4 separate regions of the Sus scrofa genome follow, and regions 2, 3 and 4 are each linked to region 1. Evidence: chromatin contacts called from public HiChIP or PLAC-seq data. All regions are on one chromosome and are shown on one strand. Each heading gives the region's core, a stretch centred on a gene start, on an enhancer-like site or on the middle of the called end of the contact. The rest is flanking DNA. Distances are from core to core; before and after follow the strand shown. Region 1 overlaps LOC110256390 (a long non-coding RNA gene). Region 2 has its middle 73 kb from the start of HES1. Region 3 has its middle 55 kb from the start of HES1. Region 4 overlaps LOC102164131 (a long non-coding RNA gene).

Region 1 (2,927 bases), core at 161-2,660:
GTGTGTGTGTTTGTGTCTGTCTTGGGGGCGTTGTAGACCACAGAGTGCTCGGGTGGCAAGGCCTGTGCCTATGAACACAGTGTCACAAGAGAATTGCTCGGCCTGGTTTTGGAGTTGATGTGTCCCCTTGGAGTGGGTGCTTAAAATCCTTGTCTTGTAATCATTGAGTCCAAAAGACAATTGCAGTCAGCTTGTCCAAACTCTCTCCTAAAGGAGGAATCTTCTCGAAGATGATCCTTTCCCCTTTTTCTCCTTTCGTCTTTTTCTCTCTTCTTCCTTCTTTCCACCTCTCTTTCCCTCCTGGGTTTTTTTTTTTTTTTTTTTTTTTTTCTTTTTAGGGCTGCACCATGGCACAGGGACGTTCCCAGGTTAAGGGTCAAATCGAAGCTGCAGCTGCCGGCCTACACCAGAGCCATAGCAACGTGGGATCCAAGCTGCATCTGTGACCTATACCACAGCTCACGGCAATGCCGGATCCTTAACCCGCTGAGCAAGGCTAGGGATCGAACCCGCAGCCTCATGGTTCCTAGTCAGGTTCGTTACTATTGAGAGGCAGTGGGAAGACCCCTCCCTGTTTTTTCTATCCGCCTTCACTCCTCTCTTCCACAAAGATTTGGAGCCTTTACTCTTAGGCAGGCACCGTGCTGGTTTGGTCCTCTGGCAGGAATGAAGACAGACAGCGACCCTCGCAGAGCTTAAAGTCTAGCAACAGGGTGCTCACTACTTAGGGGATGGCCTGTTCGGGGGTTTCATTTTCCCCTATTTAAACTGAATTCTGCCTCCGTAGAATGCTTGTCCTGACCTCTGGAGCTAGAGAGAACAAGTCTGACCCCGTTTCCTATGTCGCCGCCCTTGAAACGTGGGAAAATAAACATGGAACACTCTGAAAATATTCTCACTCTCCAGTTTCCACTTGTGAAGGGGAAGCTGATTCTCCGTGAAGCTAAATTCCTCAAGGGCATGGGGTCAGAGCCCGGGTGGGCTATCATCTGGGTGCGTGGCCCCGTTCCCAGTCCACCTGGGGCGGAGGGAAGCCATGTGCTGGAGGCTCTCACTGGGAAAGAGCGCAGGTGGCAGGGAGGTGGGCCCACATGAAGCAAGGGGGTCTGTCAGAGGGGGGGGCCTGCGAGGCGTGGTCTGGCCGCCTGCCCAGGACAAGCCTGAGCTCCCGGGTTTCTGGTCTGATTCACAGCTTCCTCCCTCCCCAAAGGAATCCCCTTTATAGCTCTCCAGGCCTGACCCCAGCGTCCCTGTGAATGTCATCTGACAGCTGCACGGAGCGCAGCCATGGCTCCTGCGCCGGGTGCCAGCTGGATGTGCTCGGCGGCCGGGGCCCTGGGAGCCACCGCTTGGGATGTCAGAGGAGCGCTGCCCTTCCGTCAGCAGGAAGCCCGGCCGCAAACACTTGGACAGGAAGCCCGGGCGCTGGCCAGCTGAGCCAGCTCTGGTTTCTTCTGCGTCTGAGGCTTTGGCCAAGCGTGGAGGGAGGCGAGCCAGGTGCCGCGGGCGGCACTGACAGCACGGGCGGGCTCCCCCTCGGCCAGCCGGGGATGTGGGTTGAAGGGCGTGAACGGAAAAGCATCATCGAGGCTGGGCCAGAAGAGGTGCTTCCTGGAGGAAGGGTGAGGGAGCAGGGAACACAGCGTCTAGCAGAGCTGAGCCAGCTGGCTGAGGCTCTGCAAAGACCCGCTTCCAGACACAAATGTGTTCCCTTGGGTTCAGACCTCCGGCATAAACTCAGATCAGATCCAATCTGCAGGCTGCCTCCACCTCCGGGAAAACACACTGTCATCTCCCGGGGCGGGGTGTCTGCATGTTCCCAGCATGAAAATGACTCCTCTCAAGGAGAGGCTCTTTTATAACCTACCAAGCTGCATTGTGAGGGAATTGATAGAAAATAGAATGTGGTCCGCTGGGGACAAAGGCAACTTTGCGTTCAGGGCTAAGAGTTTTGTTTCCAAGCGCTACGTGTGATTATCTTCAAGGCAGTCTGTGTGCATACAACCATCTGAAAGACCCCCAGGATTTGCAGAGCGCCTAAATTTTCTTTAAAATGATATTTATTTTTTCCATTATAGTGGTTTATAGTGGTTTATAGTGTTCTGTTGATTTTCCACTGTACGGCAAAGTGATCCAGTCACACATGCATATATACATTCTTTTTCTTATGTTATCCTCCATCATGCTCCATCATAAGTGAGTAGATACAGTTCCAGTGCTATACAGCAGGACAGAGTGCTTAAATTTTTGACCAGTCACTCAGAGATTTCCACCCCCCCACACACACACATCTGCCTTGCACAAGCTGATAGGCTGGTGAGGACCAGGAGGCGAGTAAATTTGTTCAAGGTCCTGCAGCTCAGCAACGGCAGAGCCAGAAACACTGCCATGACTTGTGATGCTCCAGAAAGAGAACTTGGATGATGACTCTCCACGTGCACAACTGTTTCTCTGTCTCCTACCTTATTCTGGACTGTATGCATTCAAGCACAGGCGCATGGGGGTGGGAGGGAGGGTGGAAGTTGGGGGAAGGGGGCTGGGAAGGGGTGTGTGAGCACTCTGGCTGGCGTGGGCTGCTAACATCTCATCATTTTGTCAAAGCCTGTTTTGAAAACCTCCTCCTGGGTAAAGCCTGCCCGTTGCTTTAGTCACTCTCCTTGGCATCAGCTGCCGCCCTACGCCACAGCCACAGCAATGCAGGATCTGAGCTGAGTCTGCCACCTACACCACAGCTCAGAGCAATGCCAGATCCTTAACCCACTGAGCAAGGCCAGGGATCGAACCTGCAACCTCATGGTTCCTAGTCGGATTCTTTTCCTCTGCACCACGATGGGGACTCTGCCTTGATGTTGTTCATACTTTGTGCTTAATAGGAGTCCAGTGTTAATTCCACAAGTGAATACATGAATGAGTGAATTTGCAAATGA
Region 2 (2,927 bases), core at 285-2,784, 200 kb after region 1:
TAGTCGGATTCATTAACCACTGAGCCACGATGGGAACTCCATCAAGTGTATTTTTTAATAAGGGCACTTAGCTGTTGGATTAGGGCCCTGCCCTTATAACCTCATTTACCCTTAACTACTTCCTTAATGGCCCTATTTCCAAATACAGTTCCCATGAGGGGGCTAGGGTGTCAACATATGAATTGGGGGGCGGGGGAGGGGGCGAAATTCCCCTAGCAGTGGGGAAAGAGTGGAACTCATGCTAGAAGTGGAGACCTCCTTGACTACGTGGGCAGGGGGCATACCTGATGAAGGGAATCGGCTGGGCAGAGGTGGAGGCAGGCACGAGCAGGCCTTGAGGAACCTGGCGTGGCTGGAACCAAAAGTGTGTGCCGAGTGGAAAATAGGTTTGAGAAGCTTGGAATATGGCCAGATTCGGCAAGCTTCTGAATGCCAGGTGTTGGAGGTTTTTTTTTTTAAATGCTGAATTTATGCTTGAAGTGCCTGGAAATAAGAGCTGAGGGAGGCTTGGGAATGAAGGAGGAGAGCCTTGTTCAATGACAGGGCAACAGTCAGGCTTTGAAAGTGTATCTCAAGGGCATCAGATATAGGAAACCTAATCCTAGTTTTCAGATGAGGGCACTGAGGCCAAGAAAGGTCAAGTGACCAGGCTAAGGCCAACAGTAGGTTCGTGGGACTTGGGGATCAGCTATAGCACTTGGCCAGCTCTACAGTGGACCCACCTGTCATTGTCCGCCTTGGCCCCTGGGTACCAGGTGGGGAGAGGGGCTCAAAGAAGGTCCACGTGCTGGGCTTGTGACAGGTGAGTTAGAGGGAGGTGAGAGCAGAAGCAAAAGCAGCTGCAGCCTCCAGCAGGGATCTAGATCAGCCTCCCCATGCTCCGAAGTGGCTGGGGAAAGATCAACCTGTGAGAAACTGTTAGAGACATTCGACTCTGTTGAATGGGCTTTTAAGGAATGAGGAAGATTTGGAATGGATGAAGAGGCAGAAAGAAGGGCATTTTATATCTTTTGGGATATTTTGGTTGCTGTTATCCTTGCTGTTTAAGATGGCACTCTGAGAGTTCCTTGGCAGCTCAGCAGGTTAAGGATCTGGCATTGTCACTGCTGTAGCTCGAGTTCAATCCCTGGCCTGGGAAACTTCCACATGCTGTGGGCATGCCCCCCCCCAAACAAAGATGACACTCTGAACCATGCATTTATGCTAATGCTTTAAATAGAAACACACCAGATTTGACCCAAATCCAAACAATATGACAGTACAGACAGAAAGGCAGAAACATCTGGGAGATATTAAGTATCTATGAGCAGTAGTTTTTTTAAGTCAAAGTCCACGGGGCTGACTTATAGGCAAACTACTTATTCTCTCAATGAAGAAACCAGGGCTTAGAAAATAAAAACTGCCTAAAGCCACATAGATAGTAAGTGGCTGAGCTGGTTGACCCCAGATCCATCTGGCTCCAATGCTTGTCCTCTTTCCACCCCCGTGATGCTCACACTGGGCCAGTTTGATGCTTGGATATCAGATATCCATCTGGTAACTATATTTTCCAAACCCCAAATAGGACACATGGTCTGACAAGTGTGAAAGCACTCGCAGGGACAAGAGGCTAGAATGTTTTAAATTAGGACCATCCAGGCAAATCCAGGACATCTGGTCATCAGAGGTATCCAGGGGCTGCCCACACCCTTGGCACAAGGCTGGCTGTTGCCATTCAATACTCTTTCCCATCCTGAATGCCCAAGGTCTATTTTTTAGTTGGAGCATATGCCACTGATAAGCGAGAGACTTTTAAAAAGATCAAACAAACAGCTGGAGGGAGGTTGCAGTGGACATTCTTTTTAGGGCAGCCTAAGAGTGGAGAGAGACCAGGGGAGGGCAGGGAAGTGGCAGAGGGTGGGAAGAAAAACCCTTGGCTTCCAGATCCTAGGAGGCGCGAGGCGCCATGAGCTGAGGGCAGGTTGAGGTGGGAGGGCTTTCCCCCAGTATCAGGAAGGTAGCTACCCTCTTCTCTCCCTTCCTCTTTCCCCATCTCTTCTGCTTTCTCTTCTCTTTTTTTGAACCTCAACCGCTCCCTTCCTGCCTCCCTCTCCCTCCCACACAGAGAAGAAGGATGCTCTACTGTGCCTGGCGCCCCTGGGAAGGGAGCAGCGGCTTCCGTGGAGGGGAGACGACTTACTAGCTAGTGATGTGATGGCTTTCAAACCCTCTTCTGTGAGATGGGGCAAAGGAACAGGTTTTTATGGAATTCTGTGGGATCCTGGGCGAAACTGTTCTGGAACCTGGAAAGAATTGGACACGTGGTGCTGAGCTGTGTATTCCATGGGCGCTGGGGACGATGTCATGTTGATATTGTTAAGATCAAATGTCAGGCTGAGGAGCATTCATCTGGAGAGATGTGTGTTTCATGTTGTGTGTCTGAGTCATCTAGGAAAGGGAGAAGTGAGATGGGAGGTAGGATGCATGTATGCCCCTGGGTGTGTTGAGAGAGAGAGAGAGAGAGAGAGAGAGAGAGAGAGAGAGAGAGAGAGAGAGAGAGGGCATTTGCTAGAAATCACATAATCATAGAGTATTAGAGACAAGCCTCAAAGAATGTGTAGCTCACCCGCTTCACTGTATGCATGGGGATTCTATTGTCCAGACAAAAAAGTTAACTTTCCAAGGTCAATAGCTAGTCAGTGGTCACAATGGGTCGTGGTCCAGGCCTCCCTGTCCAAGTGTAAGGCTTCCTTTGTCAGGCCAAGTTCAGCCATGCTATACCCGCGGCCCTGCGCTAGGGGCACAGGGAGGCAGAGGGGAAAGGAGGTGTGGCCTCCAGTGTCCAGGCCTCACAGACAACTGGGAAGGCCACGCCCCAACTAAGGGCAGCTCCAAACTCTACTGGGGTATGAGATCCACAGGTAGAGCCCAGGGGCCTGGGAAAATTT
Region 3 (2,927 bases), core at 165-2,664, 180 kb after region 1:
CTTGCCATTGCTGGTTTTGAAGGAGGAGGAGGGGTCCGTAAGCCACAGGATGCAGGCATGCTCTAGAAGCTGGAAAAGGCAAGAAAACAGATTCTCTTCTAGAGCTCCTAGGAAAGGAAACAGCCTGGCCAACCCCTTGATTTTAGCCCATTGAGACCCATTTTGGACTTTGGAGCTCTAGTGCCATCAGATGATACATTTGTGTTGTTTGAAGATACTATGTCTGTGGGGATTCCTTACAGCAGCAATAAAAATCTAATACAGCATCTTAGCGAGGGGCAGGCCTCAAGCAGGTTTAGCTGGTACTTCGGACTTAGGACAGACATGGTAGAAGCAGACACAGCCTTCCAAGGCGTTCCAGAGACTGTCTCCTCCTCAGGCCCTCTGCCAGCAGCCATGGCACAGAACCTATGTGTGCATAGGCTTTAAGCAGCTTTATGGGGGTGCTTGGGGCGCACCCCACCCTGAGGCCATCTCACGTACCTCTCACTTCCTCAGGCTTCTGCTGTGTGGCAAGGACACTAACCAATGTGCATCCTGGAACTGCATGGGCCCACCCTTGACTGATAAAGACAGGAACCTACAGGTAAATGCTTCCCCCTTTCGACCCTTGGGTGAGCAGTTCTGAGATGCTTTTCATAAAGCCCTTTGGGAGTTTCCAAGGATTGGAGCGCTGGGTCCCCAAGTGCATGCTGCCACAGTCATGCATCCTTGGCGAGGCTCTCCCTTCTTCCCTGCTCCCCCTGCAACAGAACCTCCCTCCTGCCTCCAGGAGGGACCATTACCCAAATGAATACCTGATGGAGACCTTTGTTTCCAGCTCTGCTTTTGGAGGGAACTGCTAAGACAATACGCTTGAATGGAACAGCTGCTCCTCTCACACTTGCTCAAGAGGGTACGCCCTGTCCAGTCTCCCAGAGCTGCGTGGAGCTCATGCAGGCCAGGGCTAGCAGGTGGTAGGGAGCCCTGGGACTTGCAAGTCTGTCTTGGGGTCTTGGCTGAGGATGCTTCCCGGTCTAATTAAAGACAGATGAAGTCTGGGGTTGAGGGGGAGTTGCCAGGCCCTTGGGGACATCAAGGGCCCTGCTCATTTAGTCGCTCAAGTCCCCTGACTCTGGTCGGCTTCCCTCAGAGCATGCCCACTGTATGAAAACCAGAACAGATGGCTTTCTGATGAACTTAATTACATCATTAGCAACTGGGCTACAAAAATGGGTGATTTGAGAGCGGCTGGGAAGCTGGAAGCCTTGTGGCCCCATGGCCGGGCAGCTGTTCCCGGGGCTGGCTGAACATGCCTTTGCAGTGGGCTCCTTCCCAACCCCCACCCCAGGCTGCCCTGTCACACCTCCTATAGGCTGAGCTGTGCTCTCTGATCCTGAGGCTTTCCCAACAGCCATTCCCAGAACAGATGGAAACGGATCTCTTGGGGACCTCCAGCTGATGCGGATTTCACAGTGGGCGGAAGCAAGTGAGAGGGAGCAGATAGGCCACCCCTTCCCACGGCCACTCGGGAGGCCACACTGGTTGTTCAGCTGTCCACCCTCACTCCTTGTGCAACGGGTGGGGCTTGAAGTGGGGGGGGATCCATTTCAGGAGAGGTGAGCCTGGAAGCTAGGAATATGACATGTCCCAGTCCCTTATGCTTTTAAACCTGAGCTCCAAGGAGCCGCAGGGGCCAGAGACCCCTGATCATCCCTGCTGCAGCCAGCGCGGAGTTTCTTTCCAGCTTCATTGGCAAGCACTGCTGCAGAAAAGGCTAGACCAGTCGTGAGTCCCTGAAAGCTCCCTCCCCCTCCTCTCACTTCCTGTCTTGTAGCCTCAGCTTTTTGCTGTCATCCCAGTCTCCTTTCTGTGCAAGCACGGCTACCTCATTCCTCAGATGCCACTTTCTCCCTGCAGCTCTCCCCTTCTGCCTCCCCTCCCTCCAATTTTAGCCACAATCCAGCCCTCCTTCCTCCGCGGTCTCCAAGTGTGTGTCCCGCAAAAATACACCAGTCACTTTATGCCCTCGATCATAATTATTTCCGTACTTGGTTCATTTCTGCCACTGGTCCTCTTCAGAGCAGGGAATGGCTTTTTTGGCTCCACAGTCTCCATGGGAGATGCCTGGGAAAATGTCTTTTGGTTTGGTTGCCTTTGTCTTTTTTTGTTTATTTATTTATTTTCTTTTTAGGGCTGCCCTTGAGGCATATGGAGGTTCCCAGGCTGGGGGTTGAATCAGAGTTGCAGCTGCTGGCCTACACCACAGCCACGGCAACGCGGGATCTGAGCCAAGTCTGTGACCTGCACTGCAGCTCATAGCAATGCTGGATCCTTGACCCACTGAGCAAGACCAGCTATCAAACCTGTGTCCTCATGGATCTGAGTCGGATTCGTTACTGCTGAGCCACGATGGGAACTCCCACCTATTTATTTATTTTTAATGAAAGTATATTTGATTGACAATGTTGTGCCGATTTCTGCTGTACAGCAAAGTGACCCAGTCACACATACATACATAGTTTCCTTTTCTTGTATTGCCTTCCATCATCATCTATCCCAAGAGATTGGATGTGATTCCCTGTGCCATACAGCACGACCTCATTGCTTATCCATTCTAAATGTAATCATTTGCATCTACTAACCCCAAACTCTCCGTCCACCCCATCCTTTGTGTTTATTTTTAATGAGTCCATGTGAAAAAAAAACTGACATCAAAAGCTGCTTTTTCTAAAGACCCTATTTTAGTTGGATCTGGCTGCCATAACAAAATGCCATAGGCCAGGTGGCTTAAATGATAACCATTTATATCTCATAGTTCTGAAGGCTGAGAAGTCCACTATCAAAGAGCCAGCTGATTCGTGTCTGGTGAGAACCCTCTTGCTAGTTTCCAGGCTGCCACCTTCTTGCTCACATGGTAGAGAGAGAGGAGGCTCTGGTCTCCTCCT
Region 4 (2,927 bases), core at 241-2,740, 160 kb after region 1:
GACACCGGGTTTTGGGGTGTTTTTTTTATTTGTTTGTTTTTCTTTTTATTCCTCATCTACTCTGGTGGGTGAGGTTTGTTGCCAACACTGAGGTCCTATATCCTAAGAGTTTAACATAACACTGAGTAGTGGGGATTTCCTTAAGGAAGGGTAGTAGGTTTCTAGATCTGTCATTTATTTTTACGACCCAGTTGGAAAGGCAAGTTGGCACTTATGGTGACTGAGGATTGAGTTGTCAGCATGTTTAGGAAATGGCCCAACCCCTCCACCAGCACCACTGACATCTCTCACTACCATGCTCTCCCCACTGCCACCCCACTGTGTCCACAGCCACAGAGGACACAGGCTCAGGGAGGCATGGCTCTTGGCCAGCGCGCAGAAGACAGAGGTCCAGACACCACCGAGGCCCAGTGATACATCTGGGAGAAGCGGCTCCCCAGGTAATGAAGCAGAAGGTATGGGTCTCTGGGCTCTGCCTGGTCACACCAGTGAGACCAGGAGTGAGCATGTGGGGACGCCGGGTGGCGTGTGCAGAGGCCGGCTTGGCATGGGCTCTATGTTCTCTTGCAGGCCAGCAGACTTTCAGCTTGACCTGAGGGCTGAGCTCGAACCAGCTTACCCCGTGCGTATACACCAGGCCTGACTGCAGCCCCGTGATGGGGAGGGGAAGGGCCCCTGGGCAGGGCTCCTCAGACTGGGAGGAGAGAGGCCCAGGGGATGTTCAGACTCCATTTGCAGAGCTAAGAAGCCAAAGGCAAGGACTTTGTCTTGCTTGTTTGGGACAGCGCCCGTAGGTCTCGAGTAAATATTTAACTAAACTTGCAAATAAGTGTTATCTGTCTCTGGCAAGGACATTGGGGCAAAAGGCTTTCTGTACCTCTGCCCTTGGTATTAGTGTTTATTCTCTTAACAGCAAGAGAGGCTCTTTCCTTTTCGCTGGCCCTGTTTTAGTTGTCTGTGGATGTAGGTGGCCAACGTGTAAAAGCTGTGACTCCAGGGTGGGTGTTGCTCTTGGTGGAGCTTCATTATAAATTGGAAAGAGCGTGATGCAGAAATACCCTGAGAGTAGCAGCCAGGTTGCGCTGGATTCCAATCTGGGCTCCTCCACTGATGAACTGTGATGCCAAGGAAAGGAACTTCACCGCTTCACGCCTCAATGTCCCCCTCCAGTCCTTCTCAAGTGACCTGCCCTCCTTGCTGGGTCTTGAGGACCGAAGGACACAGCGCAGTGACAGCTGCCGTGCGGGCGGGCTGGCTGACTCGGAACCTGCAAGTGGCCCAGCCCTCAGGGGTCTAGAAATGGAAACTCCGAAGGCTTTCAGTTCACAAGACCATTTCAATGTCAGAGCTGAGGCGAGCAAAGGAACTCGCGTCAACCCTTCATCAGCCAGGAAAGGAAACTGCAGCCAGGAACGCCCCACCCTGCGGGGCCCCTGTGGCCGCCACGCCTGTCCTCAGACCCACACAAACACCACCGAAGAGGGAGCCCCAGTGCCCTCAGGTTTCCTGGACCTATTCTCAGCACCCACCCTCCCTCCACCTGACCTGGCCTTTGTTTTCCTAGCCCCGGTCGCGTTGCCTTTTGGACTTGATCCTTGCCAGGTTCTTGCTGTGGCCTTGAATCCAGTTAAAAGTGCGGCGCTCTCACAGCTGGTGCATTGGTTCTGCTGCCTCTGGCACACACGCCTCCCTTTTCAGTGGGGCCAGGAGTACCGTGCGTCAGAAGAATGTTCCCCAGTCTCCTGGGGGCTGGCTTAGTTTCCGGGGTTGCATTTCCTTTCTCTCTCTCTCTTTCTCTCACTCGCTCGCTCTTGTATTTTTTTATAGCTGTGGGGAGCAGTATTTAAGGACTTTTTGGGTGAACATGCCATATGCCTTCTTTATCGAGCAGTAGGAATCAGCAGGAGGATAAAGGATGCTCTTAAAGTGACAGGAAGAAATCAAAAGGGCTCTCAGCCTCCCCGTCAGGGGGAAAATTCTAAGCAAGTTCCTGCCATCGATGACCGAATCTGCATCCTCTAGATGCTATGGGGTGTCCTGAAACATTCATTTCCCTGCTCTGAGCCTTCGTTTCCTTTTCGGTGAAGTGAAAACAACACTCCAATCTTGGCAATGTCGTCAGGTTGCTCCCTGGACCAGAGCAGATACTGGTTGAGGAAGTACTTGGGACGCTTGGGAAGCCCTGTGACCTTGACACAGGGCACCCATGTCGGTTCTCAGCCCCATCTGGGTTGGGATCTGTGTATCCTCCTCTGGGTCCATCAGTCCTGGTTGTGTTCAGCCGCCCCCTGCAGAGGCTTCTCCGTTTCCAGGATGAGAGAACAGCAGCCGTGAGTTCCATCTGCTCCTTCTTTCAGGCTCTTCTCCCAGATGAGTGTGACTTGTGGGTGGCAAGGAAGCTTAAGGGGGTATCAAGAGTTACTTTTCTGGGAGTCTCCAGGTAGGATCTCCCCTGGCAAAGATGCCTGAACTGAGGACCCTAATTCCCATCACCCCCAGTTAGAGGTGGCAGAGTAGTGTCCAGAGACATTACTGCGGGGGCAGACGTTGTAGGCAGGAAAAAACATCATAAAGGGCAGCCTTTTCCTATTGCCTAGGCAGTAACCTGGACACCAGTGGCATCTGCATAAGGCATTTACGCTCACCGTGAACGAACCAGGAGAAATGTCAGTAACTTCCTTAGAGAAAGCACTATCCATCTGGAAGTATTTACTCATTCATTCATTTGGTCGTTTATTCAGACATCTGTGGATTCTTCCACTGTGAAATATTTATCAAATACTTACTGTGTATCAGAGCTGTACTGAATCCTACACCCTTTGGGTCTCATTATTAGTCAGGATAAGTTAGGTAATGCTGTGGTAACAAATAACCCCAAATCTCAGTGGTTGGAATCAACACAAGTTTATTTCTTACTGGCAGTACAT

Evidence for each region. HiChIP or PLAC-seq counts read pairs in DNA pulled down with a chosen protein or histone mark.
Region 2: an H3K27ac HiChIP or PLAC-seq map of skeletal muscle shows a contact between it and region 1. The contact joins two enhancer-like sites. A contact is called at or near these places in 1 of 5 promoter capture datasets (liver), 5 of 47 Hi-C or Micro-C datasets (embryonic fibroblasts, fibroblasts, psoas muscle and 2 more) and 1 of 2 datasets of contacts at active chromatin or transcription factors (skeletal muscle).
Region 3: an H3K27ac HiChIP or PLAC-seq map of skeletal muscle shows a contact between it and region 1. The contact joins two enhancer-like sites. A contact is called at or near these places in 1 of 5 promoter capture datasets (liver), 1 of 47 Hi-C or Micro-C datasets (skeletal muscle) and 1 of 2 datasets of contacts at active chromatin or transcription factors (skeletal muscle).
Region 4: an H3K27ac HiChIP or PLAC-seq map of skeletal muscle shows a contact between it and region 1. The contact joins two enhancer-like sites.

The regions. Positions count from the first base shown.
Region 1 is chr13:131,259,189-131,262,115 of Sscrofa11.1, reverse strand. All of the region lies in intron 1 of LOC110256390 (a long non-coding RNA gene), which reads left to right. Among named protein-coding and RNA genes, the nearest start is that of CPN2, 77 kb to the left of the region's middle. Within about 2 kb of position 1,410, at least 46 of the 83 cell types and tissues checked have an H3K27ac peak or open chromatin away from gene starts, as enhancers often do. A contact at or near this core is called in skeletal muscle, where this site is marked.
Region 2 is chr13:131,061,413-131,064,339 of Sscrofa11.1, reverse strand. No RefSeq gene overlaps it. Among named protein-coding and RNA genes, the nearest start is that of HES1, 73 kb to the left of the region's middle. Within about 2 kb of position 1,534, at least 3 of the 83 cell types and tissues checked have an H3K27ac peak or open chromatin away from gene starts, as enhancers often do. A contact at or near this core is called in skeletal muscle, where this site is marked.
Region 3 is chr13:131,079,283-131,082,209 of Sscrofa11.1, reverse strand. No RefSeq gene overlaps it. Among named protein-coding and RNA genes, the nearest start is that of HES1, 55 kb to the left of the region's middle. Within about 2 kb of position 1,414, at least 7 of the 83 cell types and tissues checked have an H3K27ac peak or open chromatin away from gene starts, as enhancers often do. A contact at or near this core is called in skeletal muscle, where this site is marked.
Region 4 is chr13:131,098,149-131,101,075 of Sscrofa11.1, reverse strand. LOC102164131 (a long non-coding RNA gene) reads left to right here. Exons shown (of 8, transcript XR_002337825.1): 7 at 331-440; 8 at 571-2,927. Among named protein-coding and RNA genes, the nearest start is that of HES1, 36 kb to the left of the region's middle. Within about 2 kb of position 1,490, at least 27 of the 83 cell types and tissues checked have an H3K27ac peak or open chromatin away from gene starts, as enhancers often do. A contact at or near this core is called in skeletal muscle, where this site is marked.